Regions from separate parts of the Sus scrofa genome. Here region 1 is linked to region 2. A link is a contact called in public HiChIP or PLAC-seq data. All regions are on one chromosome and are shown on one strand. The core of a region is the stretch at or near the end of the contact, and the rest is flanking DNA. Distances in the headings are between cores, read along the strand shown.

Region 1 (2,932 bases), core at 324-2,823, 180 kb after region 2:
TTAAAAAAGAAAAAACAAAAACAAAGCCCCACCATCCCCCCATCAAACTTTGCCATATACATTTCAGCTTATTGAACCATAAAAGGGCTGTATGCTCTCCATCAAAAACGCTTTCTAGGAGGAGTTCCTGTCCTGGCTCAGTGGTTATAACGAATCTGACTAGTATCCATACGGATGTGTGTTCAATCCCTGGCCTCGCTCAGCGGGTTAAAGATCCAGCATTGTTGTGAGCTGCGGTGTAGGTTGGAGACATGGCTCAGATCCCGTGTTGCTGTGGCTGTGGTGTAGGCCGGCGGCCACAGCTCCTATTGGACCCCTCGCCTGGGAACCTCCATGTGCCGAGGGTGCGGCTGTAAAAAGAAATGTCAAAACAGATACAATTGGAATTCATACTGTGCATGTTTGCCAGCCCTGCCGCGGGGACAGCATGTTATGGACAAAATTCCAAGTTAGTATGCACACGGCAAGCTCGTTTTTTTAAGGGCTGCATATTACCTCATGGTTGGGGTGAGCCCAAATTTATAGAACTGTCCCCAACCAGGCTCCAACCTGGGTTCTTTCCGATTTTCCACTCTTTTGAATAATGCTTTCAGGAGCTTCCGTGTATGTGAGAAATCTGGTTTGGGGGCATCTGCTTCCAGAGGGAGAACTGTCGTCAAACATGTTTTTTAGGCATTCCCATCATAGCTCAGTGGTTAATGGACCTGACTGGGATCCATGAGGATGCAGGTTCAATCCCTGGCCTCGCTCAGTGGGTTAAGAATTCGGCCTTGCTGTGAGCTGCGGTGTAGGTCGCAGACGGTGGCTTGGATCTGTTGTGGCTGCGGCTCTGGTGTAGGCTGGCAGCTGTAGCTCTGTTTCGACTCCTAGCCTGGGAACCTCCATGTGCTGCAGGTACAAGCATAAATAGACAAAACAAACAAACAAAAACATGTTCCTTAAAACCCAGGTTTGTCATTTTTTCCTGTCCATGCACTTGTTCCGTTGCTCATTTGATTGGCCTGCTGAGTCCTTCACGTGGCAGATGTGATGCTGGGATACAGCTCTGGACAAAGCAGCCAAGATCTCTTTCCTTGTGGAAATGATAGTTTACGGAGTCCCCACCACCTGCTGCCCTTGTCCTGATTCTCTTTGTAAAGGAGGAGAAGGGGAGTGGGGAATGTTTTCAATGGGAGATTCAGCCCGAAGAAAATCCCCTTTGAGGAGTTTCCATTGTGGTTTAGCCCCTTAAGAACTCAACTAGTATCCATGAACATGTGGGTTTGATCCCTGGCCTCTATCAGTGTATTAAGTATCTGGTGTGGCTGTGGCTGTGGTGTAGACCTGCAGCTGCAGCTCTGCGATTCGACCCCTAGCCTGGGAACCTCCATGTGCCACAGGTTTGGCCCGAAAAAAAAAAGAAAAAAAGAAAATGCTTTCGAATTGGCCCAGGGTGGGCAGCTACCTCTCAGGGGACACAGCTTATAAACGCCATTCAGGGACCACATGGCAGGGGCCACCCCTGCCCAGGGATGGCCGGATGTTCCAGGTTCCAGGGCTGCAGGGAGGGGCTGCCCCGCCCTCCTGGCCCGGCCCCAGAAGAGGAAGTAGCAGCCACCCAAAAGCTGGCAGGCCCTTGCTTCAGGGAGGGCCCTGGGGACCAACTGTGTGTCATTTTGAAACTTGGTGGTTTCTGCTTTTCCCCTCCCTTCTCCGGAAGGGGCCAGAGGGCACTGTGGTGGCGGAATGGCCAGCTCCAGCCTCCCTCCTAGAAGTCTCAGCCTGGGTCTCAGAGGCTGTTAGTCTCCTGCGAAGATTTCCTGGCTCGGTGTGCCAGGCATTGTCGGGTTTGCAGGGGAGCCAGGCCCACGTGGGCCTGGCAGGAAGGAGGTGAGCCCGGTCCCCCATTCTTGCCCAGGAGCCCAGAAGGCTGGTCACTTACTCAGGCCACCCAGGCAGGCAGCAGCAGAGCCCAGCCACTCACCTGGCTTTCCTGGGTTTTACCTCTCGCCCTGCAGGAGCTGCTGCTCCCACCCTGCAAGGCCACACTCCCCACCCGCAAGAGCCAGCCTGTCCCAGGAACCCTGTCATCAGCTGACAGAGTGGCTCTTGTCTGGTTTTCATGGACCAAGGCTCAGAGACTGGGTTTCCTGACCACTCCCAGCAGGGGGTCTCAGCACAGCTTCCTCCTTATTTCAGACTGAGGATCTCAAGGGCGACAGCTCAGGTCCTGCGTAGATAATTCGAGCCTTTACCGAGAGCCGGGCTTGGAGCTGCGTGCTTTATGTGTGACATTGAATCCCCATGCCACCCTACAAAGTAGTTCTCCAGGCGCACCATCCCTGTGCGACAGGCAGGGAAATTGAGGGGCAGAGGTTTGGTGCCAATTCTGACCCCGCCTGGCTCCCCCCTCCCCTCGCCCCGATGCAGATCCACCTGCTTCCAGCCGAGCTGCTCTGCCCCTCCTGGGTCCTCCAGCCAGCTTGTTTCCTCTGCCTGGAAATATCTTCCCCTAGACCTTGCCCTCCTGTCTAAAACAGCCATCCACCCACCCAGCGCTCTGTCCTTTTGTCCTGCCTTAGCCCTGCGTGGCCCTTCTCATCACCAGGAATCATGTGCTGTTAGGGCCTGTTCCTACCCCCAGAACAAGCCCCACAAGGGTGAGGACTTTGGGTCCTCTCTGTGCCTGAAACAGTGCCTGGCACAGAATACTTGGTCAGTGAGGGAGTTCTCCTGTAGTGCAGTGTGCGAAGGGTCCGGCATTGTCGTTGCTGTGGCGCAAGTTCGATCCTTGGCCCCGGGAATTTCTGCGTGCGATGGTGTGGCCAAAAAAAAAATGGAATAAAATACTTCAAAACTTTAAAAGCTATAAAAGATTCCATCCTAAGTGTGTGCATCACACTCTTCAGTTGGTCACACTCTATTTTCTTACTTCTCCCAATTACCTAGTTCA
Region 2 (2,952 bases), core at 247-2,746:
ATCAGATAGAAGGCTTTATGACATAGAGTACCTGCATATCAGAACATTCCCTGAAAACTCATAAAGACGTCATTTGTATACAAGCTCTTTCAGTATTCATGCCTACAGGACAATAATAATTTGTCAGTATAAATTTAATATAGCAGACTTTTATTTCTTACAAGGTACTTGGGTGTTTTCATCTAAGTACAGGGTTTTGTTTGTTGAACATTCATTTTTATCTGGCTAGCAAATGAATACAAGGACAGGAATTTTTGTCTCCATTTTGGACTATTTCTGTGAGCCAGATTCCCACATGTGGGATAATCCTGAGTCATAGGGTATGAACATTCCTGAGGTTTTTGATCTGCGTTCCCAAATTGCTTTGCAAAAAGATTGAACCGAGGTACACTCCCACCACCAGTGTATATATTTAAATGCAAATTCCAAGCTGCACTGAGTCTCTTTCCTAGGTATTTCACTTATCTTTTTTTTTTTTTTTAATGCTAAGCAAAAGCTGGTCTAGGATTTTTTTTTTTAAGTCTGATTATAAAAATGGAGCAGATAGTTAAAACAGCTCTTAGGCAGAAATAAGCTTTAAAAAGGCCCAAGCAGAGTGATGAAAATGTTAAGGCATCATAGCAAGAAGCACATTCTCAAGGGACCATTAACAATTGGCTTAGATTGGGATAGCAACCGCCAAGAATGTCGGGCGTGGTCAGTGTACCAAATTCTAGTTTAGAAAAAGCAGGCTATTTTATTTATTTCTATTTCACTTTGTTCTAAAGACGATTTAAGATACTTAAAGGCAGGCTCTTGAGAAGTAGCGTGGTGTGTGAAAAATCAATCCTGTGAAAATGAAACAAACTCACGCCCCCTGAACTAGTCCGCGCTTATCTCTCCCTGCACCGGATGCCTCGCCTCTATAATCTGAGTTCAGTTTGCAGCCACAGTGACCGCCTCTATGTGTAATAATGGGGCACAGAGATTTTAGGGAGTTTGGGGGTTGGGCAGCAGGCAACGGGAAGTCCAGACTCGGGGTACCAACCCACTGAACTCTGCACAAATGCTGGGACTTCAACCTTCAGCCACGAGTCCCCTTCCGCCAGTTTTTTAGGAACCCGCCTGCGAGTCTTCCTTCTCTGTGCCCCCGCCCGCCCACCCGCATCTACCAGAAAGAGAAAGAGCTGACGCCCGCAAAGGAGTCAGAAACTCGATTTCGCCCCTTTCTACTTCTCCCTTCTCACTTTTGTTCTTCCATTCCTTCTCTCTCTCTTTCTTCTCTTTCTTCTCCTCCTCTTCTCTCTCCCTCCTCCACGCCTGCTTCCCCAGCCTCTTCTCCCGGACTAATCCCCCCATCACCCCCTTTCCACCGGTTCAGAGCCCCCCTCCCCTCTCCAGCTCTCCTCTCTTTCCCTCCCCTCCGCCCGCGGCCCCGCCCGCAGCCAATCAGCGCGCGGCCTCCTGCGGCCCCGCCCTCCCCGGCGGTTCCGGGCGGGCCCGGCGAAGCCCAGGCCACGGGTTCGGAGGGCGGCGCCGCGGGGCGGGGGCCGATGGGGCCTGGCGGACCGGCGGCGCTGGTGCGGGGCTTGCCTGGGCGCGCGTGTGCGGGGCTGTGAGGGGGTGAGGCGGGCGCTGCGGCCCGCCCGGGATGGGCCAGCTCCGGCCTGGCGGGGCCGAGCCGGAGGCGAGGGCGGTGCGCGGGCCAGGCCTGCCAGGCAGGCGGCCCGGGGACTGAGGTGGGCGCGGAGGAAGGGGCCGAGCCAAGGCGGTGGGTGGAGCGGCGAGGGGGGCGGAGGCTGGGCCGCGGCGGGCGAGCGGAGCGGCGCGCCTGGCCGGAGCTCGGCGGCAGCGGCAGCGGCAGCGGCGGCGCCTGAGGAAGCAGAGGCGGCGGCGGGCCCGGACGAGCGCCCGGAGGTGGCGGACGAGGCGCCGGGGGCCCCCATGGGCGGGTGTGTGGGCGCCCAGCACGACTCCTCGGGCAGCCTCAACGAGAACTCGGAGGGCACCGGAGGTAGGTGAGCGCCAGGGGGCAGCCTCGGCCCCCCATTGTTCCCGGCCAGGCCCGGCCACCTGTCCTGGCCCCTGCGGGCCCGCGGGCCGCGCGGCCGGGGCCCCCGAGCCCCTTTGTCATCTCCTCCTCCACGTCACTCCCCGCGCTCCGCTTCCGGCCGGCCGCGGGGTCGCCCCCTTTTTCTCTCCCGCCCCCGAAAAAAAGCCCTCCGCGCGCCGGGGATGTCGCCCTCGGCCTCTCGACCCCACCGCCTCGGCTCGGGAAACTCGGACCAGAAACTGCCTCTCAGGCCACCTCACTCCCTTTCCAGCCCGTTTAATTATTCAGGAACTGGATGGCGGCGCTGGGGTTGCAGAAAAACGAATTGATGGGGGTGGGGGGTGGGGAGGGGAGCCTAATGCATTCCCTCCGACGGGCCCCGCCACATCTCTCCGCACCCGTCCTTGTTCAGCAGAGTTGGCTGGTCTCAGCTTTCCTGAGTTTCAGATGACAGCTGCCCTGGTTGGTTCCAATTTGGCCATTTAAACCTGCAAGTTTCTGGAGCTCGGCTGGGGAAGTCTCAAGTGGCCACAGGCAGTGTTTTAACGAGGGGTGGGGAAACGGTCTGCCGGAGTTAAAACGTGGCTTCTTGCTGCAGCTTGGGGGTGTTGGGCCAGTGCGCTGTCGGGGTGGGCTAGTCAAATTCCCAACCGTCTTACGTAAAGGAAAATATGTAGGATAAACGTACAAATACCTGAGTCCGACTTACCCCAATAGGATCGGTACTTTAAAAGTTTTTGTAACACGGAACGCGCTTCTACTTTATTGTAAATAGCAGCTTGCTGAGGAGAGATCTTTTAATTCAATCGGTGTTGCAGTGTAGCAAAATAACAATACAATTAATTTTTACCTGTGCTTAAGTGATCTCTTGAGGATTCCATTCTATAGCTTGTGTAGAGGACGGAGAGTTAGTTGAAGAA

Evidence for each region. HiChIP or PLAC-seq counts read pairs in DNA pulled down with a chosen protein or histone mark.
Region 1: an H3K27ac HiChIP or PLAC-seq map of alveolar macrophages shows a contact between it and region 2. The contact joins the enhancer-like site here to the promoter of UBTD2 in region 2. A contact is called at or near these places in 7 of 47 Hi-C or Micro-C datasets (alveolar macrophages, brain, embryonic fibroblasts and 4 more) and 2 of 2 datasets of contacts at active chromatin or transcription factors (alveolar macrophages and skeletal muscle).

Annotation. Positions count from the first base shown.
Region 1 is chr16:52,086,333-52,089,264 of Sscrofa11.1, forward strand. All of the region lies in intron 4 of STK10 (serine/threonine-protein kinase 10), which reads left to right. Among named protein-coding and RNA genes, the nearest start is that of STK10, 84 kb to the left of the region's middle. Within about 2 kb of position 1,574, at least 21 of the 83 cell types and tissues checked have an H3K27ac peak or open chromatin away from gene starts, as enhancers often do. A contact at or near this core is called in alveolar macrophages, retroperitoneal adipose tissue and subcutaneous adipose tissue, where this site is marked.
Region 2 is chr16:51,905,672-51,908,623 of Sscrofa11.1, forward strand. UBTD2 (ubiquitin domain-containing protein 2) reads left to right here and starts at 1,497. Exons shown (of 4, transcript XM_021076607.1): 1 at 1,497-1,993.